Regions from separate parts of the Mus musculus genome. Here region 1 is linked to region 2. Evidence: chromatin contacts called from public Hi-C data. All regions are on one chromosome and are shown on one strand. Each heading gives the region's core, a stretch centred on a gene start, on an enhancer-like site or on the middle of the called end of the contact. The rest is flanking DNA. Distances are from core to core; before and after follow the strand shown. Region 1 overlaps Ppp3ca (protein phosphatase 3, catalytic subunit, alpha isoform). Region 2 overlaps Bank1 (B cell scaffold protein with ankyrin repeats 1).

Region 1 (6,666 bases), core at 2,773-5,272, 670 kb after region 2:
TTCCGAGGGTTTTTAAAATAGTGACGGCACAGCACATTGAGCAAAAATAATTTTAAAACTAGGACCATCTTGAGCATCTCTGTATCAATTTGTACTTCAGAAACAATACAGCTTTTCATTAGATCATTATTAACCACCATTAAACAGAGATGTGTTCTTAGCCTCACAAGGCCAGGCCACTTTACTCAGTCAGAAAAACTAAAGTCAAAGACAGTTGTATGTTTGAACTTGTTTCTTTTGGGGAAGATAGAATGGATTACTATAAAATCTTCACTGATTTTCTCAGATTCAAGTGAAATCAGTACCTAGCCACTGTCCATATATCCTAGAGTGGCATTGGATAGCTGTTGTGGTCAGTCAGATGGTGAACACACACACACACACACACACACACATACACCACACACTGAGAGCTCAGGGTAGGGGTTGGCCACTATTGTTTCTATCTTAGGGTGGCACTGGAAGGGTTTGGCGCAATGCGTCAGGGGTGAACACACACACACACACACACACACACGCACACGCACACACACACACACACACACACACACACACACACACACACACATACACCACACACTGAGAGCTCAGGGTAGGGGTTGGCCACTATTGTTTTTATCTTAGGGTGGCACTGGAAGGGAGGGTTTGGCGCAATGCGTCAGGGGTGAACACACACATACACACACACACACACACACACACACACACACACACACACACACACACACGCAGGAGAGCTCAGGGCAGCCTGTTTTGTTCGATCAGTGTGACTCTCTGAGAAATCCTGGCATCTGAAAGGCCTATCTGGCCACGTTTCCCCTACTAAGGAGTTCCCTTTGGGGCCTTCGTTCAAGCTGCCAGGATCGAATTGGCTCACATCTAGGCTGAATGGTTTAACTTTTGAGGATTTGGGCCATTTTCCTAAAACTCTCTGGGACTCAGTTTCTTACCGGGAGAGGGGAGATAACAGTAACACCTGCCTTGGGGGCCCGTGAGGCTTAGAACAGCTGAAGCTCAGAGGGAGCTAAGCCAACTGCCTTAATCATGGCTTAAGTCGCTTACACTTTTGGAGCCTTAGTTTTTGCCATTCATAAAATGAACTATCACGAGTCAAGATTCAATAAAATGATACGGTTTTCAAGCCCTCTGTGTTACTGAGGTAGGAGTTAACCTCACTCATCAAAATGCTTGGCCAACTGCATTCAACCTTGCATTAACAAGTTCCACCAGGCAATGTTTGACTAATGGAAATCTACTCATAGGCCATACATGTTTCAAAATTTGCCCATGGACTGTTAAGAGTTATCAGAATCTTAAGTGTATTGTTTGTCAGACACCAGATCTGATAAGCACAACAAAACTCACCCATAACTGACATCATCAAAGCCCTTCTCCCCCTCTCTGTCCCCCTTCCAGTACCAAGTTTTAGCTACTCTCTGTGTGTTTCTTTAGAAGTTGAAATCAGGTACCATGCATAGGCCCAAGCCCTACCACCAAATCTGAAACTAAAGCCCCTTTGACAGTCAGTTTTGTTTTGTTTTCTATCTGAAGTTCAAGAACATTTTGAGGCCCCCCTTTCTCCAGTTCTGTTTTTCTTGCTGCACAGGGCTGCTGCAGCCAGCATCCTGTCTTCCCCAGCCTCCCACCCTGGAGACCCTGAAAGCTGTTTTCCTATAACACATTCTCCTGCCTCCTGCTGCTCTTCCCTGGAGTTTGCTGCTGCTGTTGGGTGAATACAGATGTGGCTGGTGAGCCATCAGGGTTGGCCAGGGGCCGGCAGATAATCACTCTTTGCCACTGTACATTTCTGGATTGAAGGCTGTTTCTGGGGGCTGATTTTTTTCTCTCATCTCTCCAGTGATTATAGGACTTTGATAATTTCACGGAGCTTTGATCACTCTGATGCTCTTCCTGCAAAATAAAGACAAAAATTGTCAGTAAAGGGTTTTGGGGTTTTTTTTGGGGGGGGGGGTGTTTGTTTTCTAACCACTGGCCTTTGTCTCTCAGTCACCATTCATAGCATCAGGACATCAATCATGTCAATGCAATGACATTTAACCACTTGTAGCCAATGGGAACAATTGGAGTCAGATCTTTCTAAAAGCTGCAGACCTGGGATTTTTGTGATTTTTGTATGCTGCTCAGGGAACCCATTCAGGATTCATAGAACATTTTCTCAAATAAGGCAGAAGGAAACAACTGCACTAGGAAACTCTGTAATTAGGTACCCAAGTCTGCGAAGTTAGAAACAGCAGTGGTGAAGAGTATTGGCGGGAAAGCCTAGCTGGCCAGCTCTCCATAAAAAGGCTTCAGAAGATCCCAAGCTTAGTGAAGACAGCCTAGCCAAGGTTGTGAGTAGCCAGGCTCTGCCCCTGTGTTGTGGGCCCTGTAGGGTTTCTCACTGCTCTTTAAGGCATACTCATATTCCTGCGCTGGAAACTTGTATTTCATTCTTTCTCATTCTACATCTCTAGATGGCCCCTGATTCTTTCCTTCATTGTTTCTGACATCTGTTGGTATCTATTTTCTACTTATTATTTCTGTTTCCTTCTTCCTGACAGATCCCTGAAGTGTAGAAGGTACCCAAAGCCCTGGCACTCCCACAGAACTCATGTGGGGAACTTGAATGTTCAGACTGACAGCTCCTCACTGTCCCATACTTTCCCATTTGTGTGTGCACCTGTGGTTGCAATTTTCTTGGGGATACTTTGCATAAAGAAACCTTTTTTCATCATTAAATGTGCCCAAGACTGAGACCAGGACCTTTGTCTAGAAGAAAATAGCCGACTTCTGGAAACAGAAGCATGGAGCCCTAACAGCTTGCTTTCCCAGACCGACCTCTTAACTCTGTGCCCCAGAAAATTGAGAAGGAGAACATTTGGAGATGGCTTGGGAAAAATTGAAACTGTGCTCACTAAATCTGGGATTGCTGAGGGGCTCTGGCATTCCCTGCCTCCTTTGCGTGTCATTTGTCTCTTTTCTAATTCCTATTTTTAAAAGATCTGCTAGATTAATTCTGCTAAAATGCCATTTTTTGCATGTCTCCTCCCTTATTTAAAAATCTGCGGTGACTCACCCTTAGTTTTAGACATCAGCTAAAGGACTTAATGCAGCTAGCTTGTGGCCTCCCACAGACTGGCCCATACCCACCAGTCTCCTATTCTTTCCTTCAAGAACATTTTGCATATGGAAATTGGTTTGTTCCGTGTCCCTGGAGTATATATTTTCCTCTATTTATGTCTTTTTGCTGAGTTTCTCTCCAATAGCTTTTGGTTGGGAACCTCTGGTGTCTGTACTCGGCCTCTGTAGGCTTGACCTGTGGAAACATGGGGGTGTTCTGTGAGTTGAGGGGTGTGCCAGACACTTACATAAGAGAGTGACACTGCTCCCATTATTGGTGTTTATTGACACGAAAGGTAATTGAATTAGGGCCCAGAGAACGCTCAAAGGCTCTCCACATATTCCAGGACTGCCCATCGTTGATACCTTTTTGCTTTAGGGCAGGTTTCCTGTTGTGCCAAGAGAGCTGCGATTGGATCAGAGCAATGCTTGATTCACATTGGCTGGCTGTGCGCTCTCATTCTCATCCCCCGGAGCTCGGTGACCTGAGAAGAGTTTTCATATCTAATTGCCTTTAATGATGGGGGCTGAAGACCCAGTGATAGTGCAGTCATGAGAGCAAAAACTGTAGTCATCCCGGGGAAGTGTTCCCCGGAACTGGCATCCACCATTCTTGTCTCGGGGGATGTTATAGCTGCTTTGCGATGAGTTTGAAGATATTTAGGATTTTCTGCATTTAAAAGGCATTTCCTGCTTTGAAAATGATGTCTATTTCAGGTTAGAATAAAACCCCATCTCCTTTCTGCCCTGAAGTGCTGAGGAGGCATTTAGAGCAGGAGATAGTTCTCTGTGCTTCTCAGACTGGGAACTTAACAACAACGGAGTCACTGGTGCTTGGCATTTCCCTGTGTTACTCATGCGAATGTCCCTTCTCACAGAAGCCTGTGGCCAAATGGACCAGCTCCCAGGAGAGAGGCGCTGTAGCTCATGGCTGAACAAACACTGAGGCAGAAAGGCTAAGCACTCTCCAGACATCGCTTCTCCCTCATCCCCAAAGGGCTTGCTTTCTCCTCTGAGGAGAGAGAGGGATGCACCAGGCAGTAAAAGCAGGAAGGCCATTTGCTGCTCCTGTGTGTGGCCTGGAGTGCAGAGAGAAAAGTCTCCGGAAGTTAGTGGGGGAGAGGGGGAGTTGGGGGCAGGGTAAGGGCGGGGGGGGGGGGGGGGGGCGGGGGGCGGTCCTGCAATTTCAGTATATGAGCAGACTTTAATTGGTGTCTGTGTCCTTTTAAAACAGCTTTATTTTATTAATCAAGCATTTCTTTAGAGTATATACACCTAGTAAAACACAGCAGGCTCGATTCTAGGTACCCCGAAAAGAAAGGGAGGTTTACTCTTCCTAAGATAAGAGCGGTGTGCTTTCCTTCCTTCGCAGTTTTAGTATAGCAAGCCGGGTTGGATCTTACATTATTTCTTGAGGGAGTGAGTAGGTGCTGAGCAGACTTGCGTTGGTGAAAGTCCATGCCGAGTAGGAGAAATGAAACCCAGTGTGTGTTCAAAATTCACAAACTGGAGGAACTCGGGTCCACAGGCGTTCTTCCACGGGGGCCAAGGAAAGGGTAAAGGTAGGAGCCCTGGGAATCAGGCAACTCCGAGGTAGGCTTCTAAATTACAGAGCTCCATGTTGTCTCGGATAGAAGATGATGGGATGTGTGTCACTACTAGAAGGTCCTATACTTTTTAGATGTGCTTTAAACATTATCTTTGCTGGGAAACCTAAAGACAATTAATTAAACCTAGGAGTAGATCTGTGAGGAAAGTTGTGCATAGAATAAGACAGCTACTCACTGAGAGACTCTGTTCAGAAAAAACAAACACTTATTTCCTTTTTTTGGGGGGGTGTATGGTGTGTGTGTGTGTGTGTGTGTGTGTATGTCTATCTATGTGTGTCTCTATATGTGTCTGTGTATTTGTGCATATATCTGTATGTGTGTATTTGTATACATTTCTATGTATGTCTCTGTATGTGTGTCTCTGTGTGTCTTTACCTGTGTGTGTGTGTGTGTGTGTGTGTGTGTGTGTGTGACACTTGGACGTGCCTGTGTTCTGTATATCTGTGTGTCAGGCCAGAGGTCAACTCTGAGTGTCTAGCTCAATTGCTGTTAACTGTCATTACTCTGTTTTCACTACTCAGGGTCTCTCACTGAGTCTGGGCCACATTGATTCTGCTTAGCTGGCAGGCATTCTCCTCCCTATGTCTCCCCAGCTCTGGGACAGAGACAAGTACCATGTTACCCAGCACTTCCGTGGGTGCTGGAGACGCTGTGCTGGCTGTTAGCACGTTACTTACTGAACCACATCCGAAGTCCAGCAGATGCTTTTTCTATAGACTGATATTTTTATAGGACCATTCAGATTTCATGAAATAGTCAAGCTAAGAAATAATTTGCCAAGGAGAGAAGAGAGACTCTTTCCTTTAAAATGGGGAGGCGGGCACACGTCATTCATGATAGAAATAACATACATACATGTCATAAGTTTTAAAACCAAGTTTGTTGTAACACGTTTATTTTTCTTTTCTTTTCTTTTCTTTTCTTTTTTTTTTTTTTTTTTTTTAATATGTGGCCATGAGTGTTAGCCAGCGATTGTATTGAAGAGCAGCAGACAAGGCTGTGCATATAGGCATGTCTGTTCTTGCATTGGAAATGGCCCGTGTTGGTAAGCTGGCCGTGGTAAATACCAGCAGGAAGTGAACCTCAGAACACACTACTTCCCAAGACTGTAGTCCTGAGAGTTGTTTGTCTTGAGGCCAGTCTCTGTTAACTGAAGCCCACCAGGTCATCGAAAACTCCTTAATCCCAGCAAGATAAGCCCCAGTGCTTCCAGGGGCGCAGATGCCGGGGCGGGCGGGCGAGTGTTAATAGGAGCTGTCGTTGAGTTTTCTAATTGGAAGCCCTAATTAAGTTCTGCCTTGATCTCTATCTGCTGCTGTCTTGACATCCTCTCTGTTGACCTGGTTCTTTGTTCAGCGACTTTTTTTCACAGCTAAACAAACACATGCCAGGGATTGCCTGCAACTTTATATTCTGCGTGCCCAAGAAACAAGTCTGCTTTGCTGGTCATATGTCTTTAGAAGTCTTGAGCCACACATGTGCTGTTGAAATGACTGTTGTGAAAAACATAAAAGCCCACATTAGTTGAGTTTCTACTGGTAGCTGAGCCCCTACCAAGGATGCTCCTTTATCTGGGACAATCGCATGCTTTGTTTAGGTTCTGTGTTGAGAAAAGTCCAGACTCTTTCTTCGAAGACTATCTGCCCGGTGCAGACTCATGCACGGGGGACCTGCATATACACGTCTGGCCAGTGGCCTGCATCAGACTCTCCAGTAGCGTCTCTCTACCCTTTGGATTGGGATTTAACCAAGTGTGGCTTAGTAAGACAGGGAGGGCAAGCTGTCCCCTCCAAGCCCCTCCGTGGCCTCTTCCAGAGGACCTGCTATTCTTCCTCTCTGGCAACCGCTTTGTGACTTTAAGCTCTTCTTTAACACTGATGCATCTCCTTCAGCCTTTGAGTCTCAACGTGAATGTCATTCCTGCGGGGGTGTCCCT
Region 2 (6,529 bases), core at 2,105-4,604:
AAAGTATGCAGCCATGACAGGGTGGAACAGCACCATGAGGGTCTGGAGATGCCATCATTACTGCTTTATTTAATATAATGTCCACCCAAGCAAAACCACCAAACACTGTGTATTGATGACGGATGAGAAACTCAAGCCTAATCGTGGAAGAATTTAGCTTTGTGTCTGAATACCATCCACCTAGTGTATTTATTGGCATTTTACCAGTCAATTTCTGTTTTTAAATTTGATCCTTATAAAGGGCCAAAAACTTAGGGAAAATATTTTAGAAGGAAAATCATTTTTCCTTTTATATATTTTCAACATCTGACCAATATTTATTCATTTTCTCTATAGAAACAGAAAAAAATGTGAAAGTTTGAGAGCCACCAGTGACCACATAGTTAATTACTTTTATTAGTGACAGGTAGTTTAAATCTTCAGAAAGTTGTCTTCCTGGATGTTTTAAATGTTGGGCAAGGAGCAAGCTAAAGACTCCTACCCCTAGTCAGTATATATGGTCAGTTGGAGAGTTATCAAGCTTGCTCCATGTAAATGGTATAGAGATATGCTGTCCAAACTGCTGTTGATTCATGAACAGAGCTCAAGGAGGGGTAGAATTCTAAAGAGATTCTCCATTGCCTTCATTCTACCTCCATTTTCTTTCATCATGGGTAGAGATGAATTCCTCATTCCTCTGTCTGACTCTCTTCCCCATTACATCTCATCTTAGCATGTGCCCACCTTGGATCTTGTTCATTCTCTACTGTCCACTAAATGACTGCCAACTTGACACGCCTTGAAGAAGGAACCTCAAAGGTAGAATTGACACTATGCAGGCCAATGGGCACAACTATGGAGCATATCCTTGATTGATAATTGATATGGGACAGCCGAACCCACTATGGGCACTCCCATTCTTGGAAGGTGAGAACAATGCTCCATGAGAAATGTAGCTTCAGAAGCTAGACAGCCAGCAGAACTTCTCCATGCTCTCTGTCTTATTCCCTGCCTCCACACGCCTGCCTTGACTTCTTGCCTGACTTTCCCAAGTTAAGAACTGTGACCTGATCTGTGTGCAAGATCAAATAAATCCTTTCCTGCCCAAGCTGCTTTTATTAATTAGATATTTCTTTATTTACATTTCGAATGTTATTCCCTTTCCTAGTTTCCCCTCTGAAAACACCCGCTCCCCTCTCCCTCCCCCTGCTCACCAACCTACCCACTCCCACTTCCTGGCCCTGGTAGTCCTTTATACTGGGGCATAGAACCTTCACAGGACCAAGGGCCTCTCCTCCCATTGATGATCAACGAGGTCATCCTCTGCTACATATGCAGCTAGAGCCATGAATCCCACCATGTGTTTTCTTTGATTGGTGGTTTAGTCCCAGGGAGCTCTGGGGGTACTGGTTAGTTCATATTGTTGTTCCTCCTATAGGGCTGCAGACCCCTTCAGCTCCTTGGGTACTTTCTTTAGCTCCTTCATTGGGGACCATGTGCTTTGTCCAATGGATGGCTGTGAGCAAGCGGCTTTTGATTAGTGTTTTATCAAAGCAACAGAGAGAAAACCAGATCAATGACTGTTTGCGCATAACTATTCTTCATAAGACTGTGCTAGAATCCCACAGAGATACACAACAATCTTGACAAATGACAAAATGTTACCTGTTCTTACTACACTGGGCTTCGTTGGGTACCTAGTCATTTTGTTTTTCCTTGTATATGGCTGTATAAATAGCCTGTTTAACCTAGAGTGAAAAATAAGGACAGAGAAGTTGTAACTTCCTTATGTGTCTTCCTTACAAGTTGTGTGGGTGCTGTGTACTCGGAGGCCACTTAATGAATTCCATTTGTATTTAGAATACTATTATTTGCTGGGTTTAGGTAAACATGTCTTTCTAGTTTAGTTCATGAAAGAATCATTTAATGAGAAGTAGAGGCCTTAGATCTGGCTAGAATTGTTGTGACCACTATGCTTTTCACCCATATCAAAGGGGCACCAAGTCCCCTATGAGGAGTACTTGTCTTGGAACTGATGAGGGAGCACCATGGCCTCTTTGAAGATGCATCCTGATCTCTGAGGCAATACTCTCATCCCTATGGGGAACACTCAACTCCTATGAGGGACTATGCTTGGATCCATGTAGTGAGTTTCTACACCCATTTGAGAGTGGGATAGCATGAGCTAGGGACCCCATTCATATCTATGTGAGGGAGCATCCAAGCTCTGTGAAGGAACACTCTGGCCAATGTGAGGGAGCACTCTCATTCCCGTGAGAAGTACTAAGGCCAATGCATAGGAATGCCCCAGTTCATGTAAAAGAAGGCACCTGACAACATGACATAACAAATGTGCTTATGTGAGGAGGCCTCCAGCCTATGTGAGGGAAGGCCATGGTCCCTTTGAGAGAGCACCCTCATCTATGTGCAGGAACACCTGGCCTTGGGGGAAGCACCTGGCTCATGGCTAAGACCCCATGCTCTTCTCATGTCAATTTGTCAGCAGTGGAATTCTCACTCTCAATGATGTGTTCATTCAGGGAAAGTAGTGATCTTTCTGATAAACTGATAAATGACCTGAGTGTCACAAGGATGAGGTAGAATCCTGACCCTCAGATCTCTGGTAACCTAAGCCAGAATTGGTTTGTTACCTTTACAATGAGGTAAGCAGTTTCATCATGTGACTTTTCTAATAGACTTTACTCTTGATAGGTAAGACTTCTGCTCCTTCAGCCTCGATCAAAGAAATTGTACAATTGTATAGAAACAAGCATTACTTCCAACCTCTGGATGTGGAACCTCATTGATGAGTTCACTCCTGGGACTGCCTTTTCTGTTCATGCCTACAGATAATGAGGGGGAATACTGCACACATGTCCGATGAGATATTAATCTTTGAAGGTGTATAGTTCCACCTAAATATTGTTAACTTGCTTTGGCATAGTGGGCATTTTCTTGCTATGGTTGAACATTTTCAAATTTTAGTAGTGTTCTACATATCGACTGTTCTTGCCTGTATCATCAGAAATCTACTCTCTAGGAAGCATCTTAAGAGGCTTCAGTGCTGAGAGGAAACATCTCAAGCTGGACACAGGGTTTCACTGCTATACTGTGCCTTTGACTTTGGTTCCGTAATTATGACTTCCTGGCAGAAAGTTGATTTCACAAGACAATCTGTGAGTTTTATACATCAAAGTGAAATTATCAACATACCAGAAGCTTTCACACTGTCCTCTCAAGGGCTTTTGGTTATGTATGCTCTCAGCTATTTGAGATGGTAGTGTTTCCCAAAATACCTGCATTGCCATGCAGTCTGCCACCAGAGTGCTGGAGTGCAGCCATGGCTGGCAGCGAGGCAGTTCCTGCTATGGGAAGGACTCTGCTGAGCCGAGCCTGTGTACAGGACTGATGTCAGTATCCATTATCCACACAGCTGCTACGGATCCTTCTATCATCCTCCATCCCCCCCTCCACCATTTCTTATTGGAATCCAGCTTGTGGCAAACTGATTACAGTAGAGTGACCACTGCAAGGATGAAGACAAGAAAAGCTTTAAGGACATGTGAAAGTGTTATCTTTGAGTAGGAAAGCAGTCCTGTAATATTCTAGAAAAATAGCACCAGATGGGCCCGGTTGGCATACAACTACCCGAAACAGCAAGAATTATTTTAAGAGAGAGAGAGAGAGAGAGAGAGAGAGAGAGAGAGAGAGAAGAAAGAAAGCAAATCACTGGGGCAGCCTGCTGCAAAGCAACAAGAAAAGGCAGTAGCTGTTTCCTCAACATGACTTAGTGTCTTATTCCAGTTCACACAGCCTAACAGAATGCCACAGGCTGGATAATTTATAAACAATGGATGATTACTGGGCACACAGTCCTGGGTGCTGCAAAGTTCCATGGGCACCAGCAATCTAACAAATGGGCAGCAGCCCATCTATGCTAGGCAGACACGGGGAGTCAGAATGAACTCACGCTTTTTGTAAAATACACACCTGCAGTGGTGGCACTGATCTGTGAGAACAGACTCAGCACCACCCAGACACTTCTTAAAGGGCCCACCTCCCAGTTCTGAAATAGTGATGAATAAACTTCAATTCCTCTTTTGGAGGGGATATTCGAACTTAGTAAAGCAAGGACAGATTTCTATATCATGCTTGCTTTTAAAGTTTGGCAGTTCAATCAACTAGCTTACCTTGAGAAACTTCTTAGCAACTTTTAGTATCCCTTAAAATCTGTAAGGTAGATTTTGCTTCTAGGATTAACTTGAATTTAGTACCTGCCAGATAATAAGTAAATAAATGGTCAAGTAGAAACAAATATTGACCTCTAACAAAAATTGTGAAGATAGTGAAGATAGGCACCGCTGAAAAAAGGAGTTGTAGCTTCAAGTCTTGTGCTTCAAGAGGAAGACTGAATAACCAAGAAAAACACAAGATGCACATATAGCCCAAATGGCAAGTTTTCAAAGTTTCCACATAATCTTGAACTCCTCAGAAAGTTCACATAGTTTTCTATTTTGTTTCCAGGTCCAGTTCAGACAGTGTTTTCTTGATGATGGATCAGCTACTCTGAAGGAGGTGAGTCATGGGAGACTCCCACACCAGAACTCTGCGGAGAAAGGACTACACATTGCCGACAGTGGCTTCATCCCAGAGTGGACCATGAGTAATCGCAAGAACGTGGTTTACCTTAAGAAATAACATCTGTCTCAAGAACTGGTTACTGGAAAAGTACTAATCTCAAAGTAGTAATTCTTCTACTCTCTGCAATTTCCAGACACTGAAGACCAACTGAAGCAGGGAGAATAAACCAGTGAGACAGGGACATTATGTTACCCAACTTAAAAAGGCTTGTCTGACACAACTTTGGAGGGTTGATTACTAAGAGGACAATTAAGCCAAAAAAAAAAAAAAAAAAAAAAAAAAAAGCACATCCATTCTCCTATTGGTTAATCTGTTTTCTAATATAGTGAAGATTATAGGTTAATTTGTTTTCTGGTATAGTGAAGATTATAGCTGATGAGGAAAAACAGACTTGCCAGCAGTATTGTCGTACTAAGAGAAAAATGTGACAAGGGGCCTTTGGAAGACAACAACAGACAACGTGCAAAAAGCGATCAGTTGGTTTCCTGGGAACTAAGCGAGCATTTTTCTTTTTTTCTTTTAAAAAATGTATTGAAGATTTCATATGTGACTACAATTTACATCATTAAATCCCATCTTCTCTCCTTCTAACTCTTCCCATGTCCCCCTCTCAAGTTCTTGACCTTTATTTTTTTAATTTAATTTAATTAATTGAATACTTATTAAATATTATAGTTACATCTCTCCCTCGCTTTCTCCAACTCTCTATACAATTTCCTTCTGAATCCACTTAGTGTTGCTCTCATCTATATGTCTGTGTAGGGTGTACCACTTGAGATGGATTGAATCACCTCTCTGGGGACTTTTCTCTGGAGAAGACAGACTGACTTCCTCCTCTCTAAGCTGCCACTGTTTTCCTACAGCCCTTTATCTAGGGTGGGGTCTTGTAAGATCTCCCCACCCAGATTGAAATGTTGACGAGTGCTATCTTACTTATCTTCTATTGAGCTTCCTCTGTGAACTGATGGCAGAGCAAGGCATGGAGGTAGAGCAAGTGATGGGTACTGATAGGACTTTACATCCTTTCACAGAGAGGATCAAGAAGAACCCTTGGAATTACCTAGGCTATTCTCCAGGACTGCAGAGCATCTTCAAGTGCTGCATTCAAGGTCTGTTAACAACTTGATGTGCTTTTAGTTTGGGGGGAATAACCAAGCTTGCCTAAACCCGAAGATCTCTAGGACTTCCAAGGGAGCAGGGGATCATTTACTTCAGTCTCTGCTGGAGCTCCAGCTGTAATTACAAAGAATAAAAACAAACCAGAAAAGAAGATACTTTTACAATTGCCTGGAGAGCTGAAAGGTTCTGTGGGCGGAGAGGATGACCCGAATCAAAACTATGTGCCCGGTTTCCATGGAAATACAGGACAGAATGCTGAGGAAAAGTGAAAGTCATTTGATCCCATCTTCTGCCTACAGAGTCCTCCAGGGTAAGCCTTACTCTGGGTTTAGTGACAAGGAATGTATTCAAGTGATAATACTGTTACATGTATTATATGGAAACATCACTTTTAAATATTCTTAAAATAAGATATGTAAATTATATCTTAAAATATCTTATTTTAAATAAATAGGTAGTGGTTTTAAAAATACTGAAGGAGTCTTTTCATAAAAGCTCAATTTTAAAATGTAGATTATTTGGAAATATTTTGACAGTTATTAAGCAATCACCATACAAACATCATACTAAACATTTTATACCAATTATCTCCATTTCACTATCACACCAGCTATGAATGAAAAAAAACTTGTGTTTATTAGAAGTTCTCCCCTAAGAAATGCATATAGATGATTGACAGAACTGGGATACTCACAAAGACTTGATTCTCAAACTATGCGGAAATGATCTCCCCATTAATTTTTGAGAGTCTTACAATGCCACTTAAAAGGAGAGGGGGGTCAATCGTATA

What was found. A called contact is a pair of places that touch in the nucleus more often than the background predicts.
Region 1: a contact with region 2 is called in a Hi-C map of cerebral cortex, with 1.9 times the contacts expected there. The contact joins two enhancer-like sites. A contact is called at or near these places in 1 of 15 datasets of contacts at CTCF or cohesin (the NIH/3T3 cell line), 2 of 484 Hi-C or Micro-C datasets (B cells and cerebral cortex), 1 of 115 datasets of contacts at active chromatin or transcription factors (acute myeloid leukemia) and 1 of 9 other capture datasets (adipose tissue).

The regions. Positions count from the first base shown.
Region 1 is chr3:136,830,064-136,836,729 of GRCm38.p6, forward strand. The region is part of intron 2 of Ppp3ca (protein phosphatase 3, catalytic subunit, alpha isoform); the gene reads left to right. Among named protein-coding and RNA genes, the nearest start is that of 1700006H20Rik, 120 kb to the right of the region's middle. Within about 2 kb of position 4,023, at least 104 of the 459 cell types and tissues checked have an H3K27ac peak or open chromatin away from gene starts, as enhancers often do. A contact at or near this core is called in cerebral cortex, where this site is marked.
Region 2 is chr3:136,162,292-136,168,820 of GRCm38.p6, forward strand. All of the region lies in intron 7 of Bank1 (B cell scaffold protein with ankyrin repeats 1), which reads right to left. Among named protein-coding and RNA genes, the nearest start is that of Bank1, 160 kb to the right of the region's middle. Within about 2 kb of position 3,355, at least 45 of the 459 cell types and tissues checked have an H3K27ac peak or open chromatin away from gene starts, as enhancers often do. A contact at or near this core is called in cerebral cortex, where this site is marked.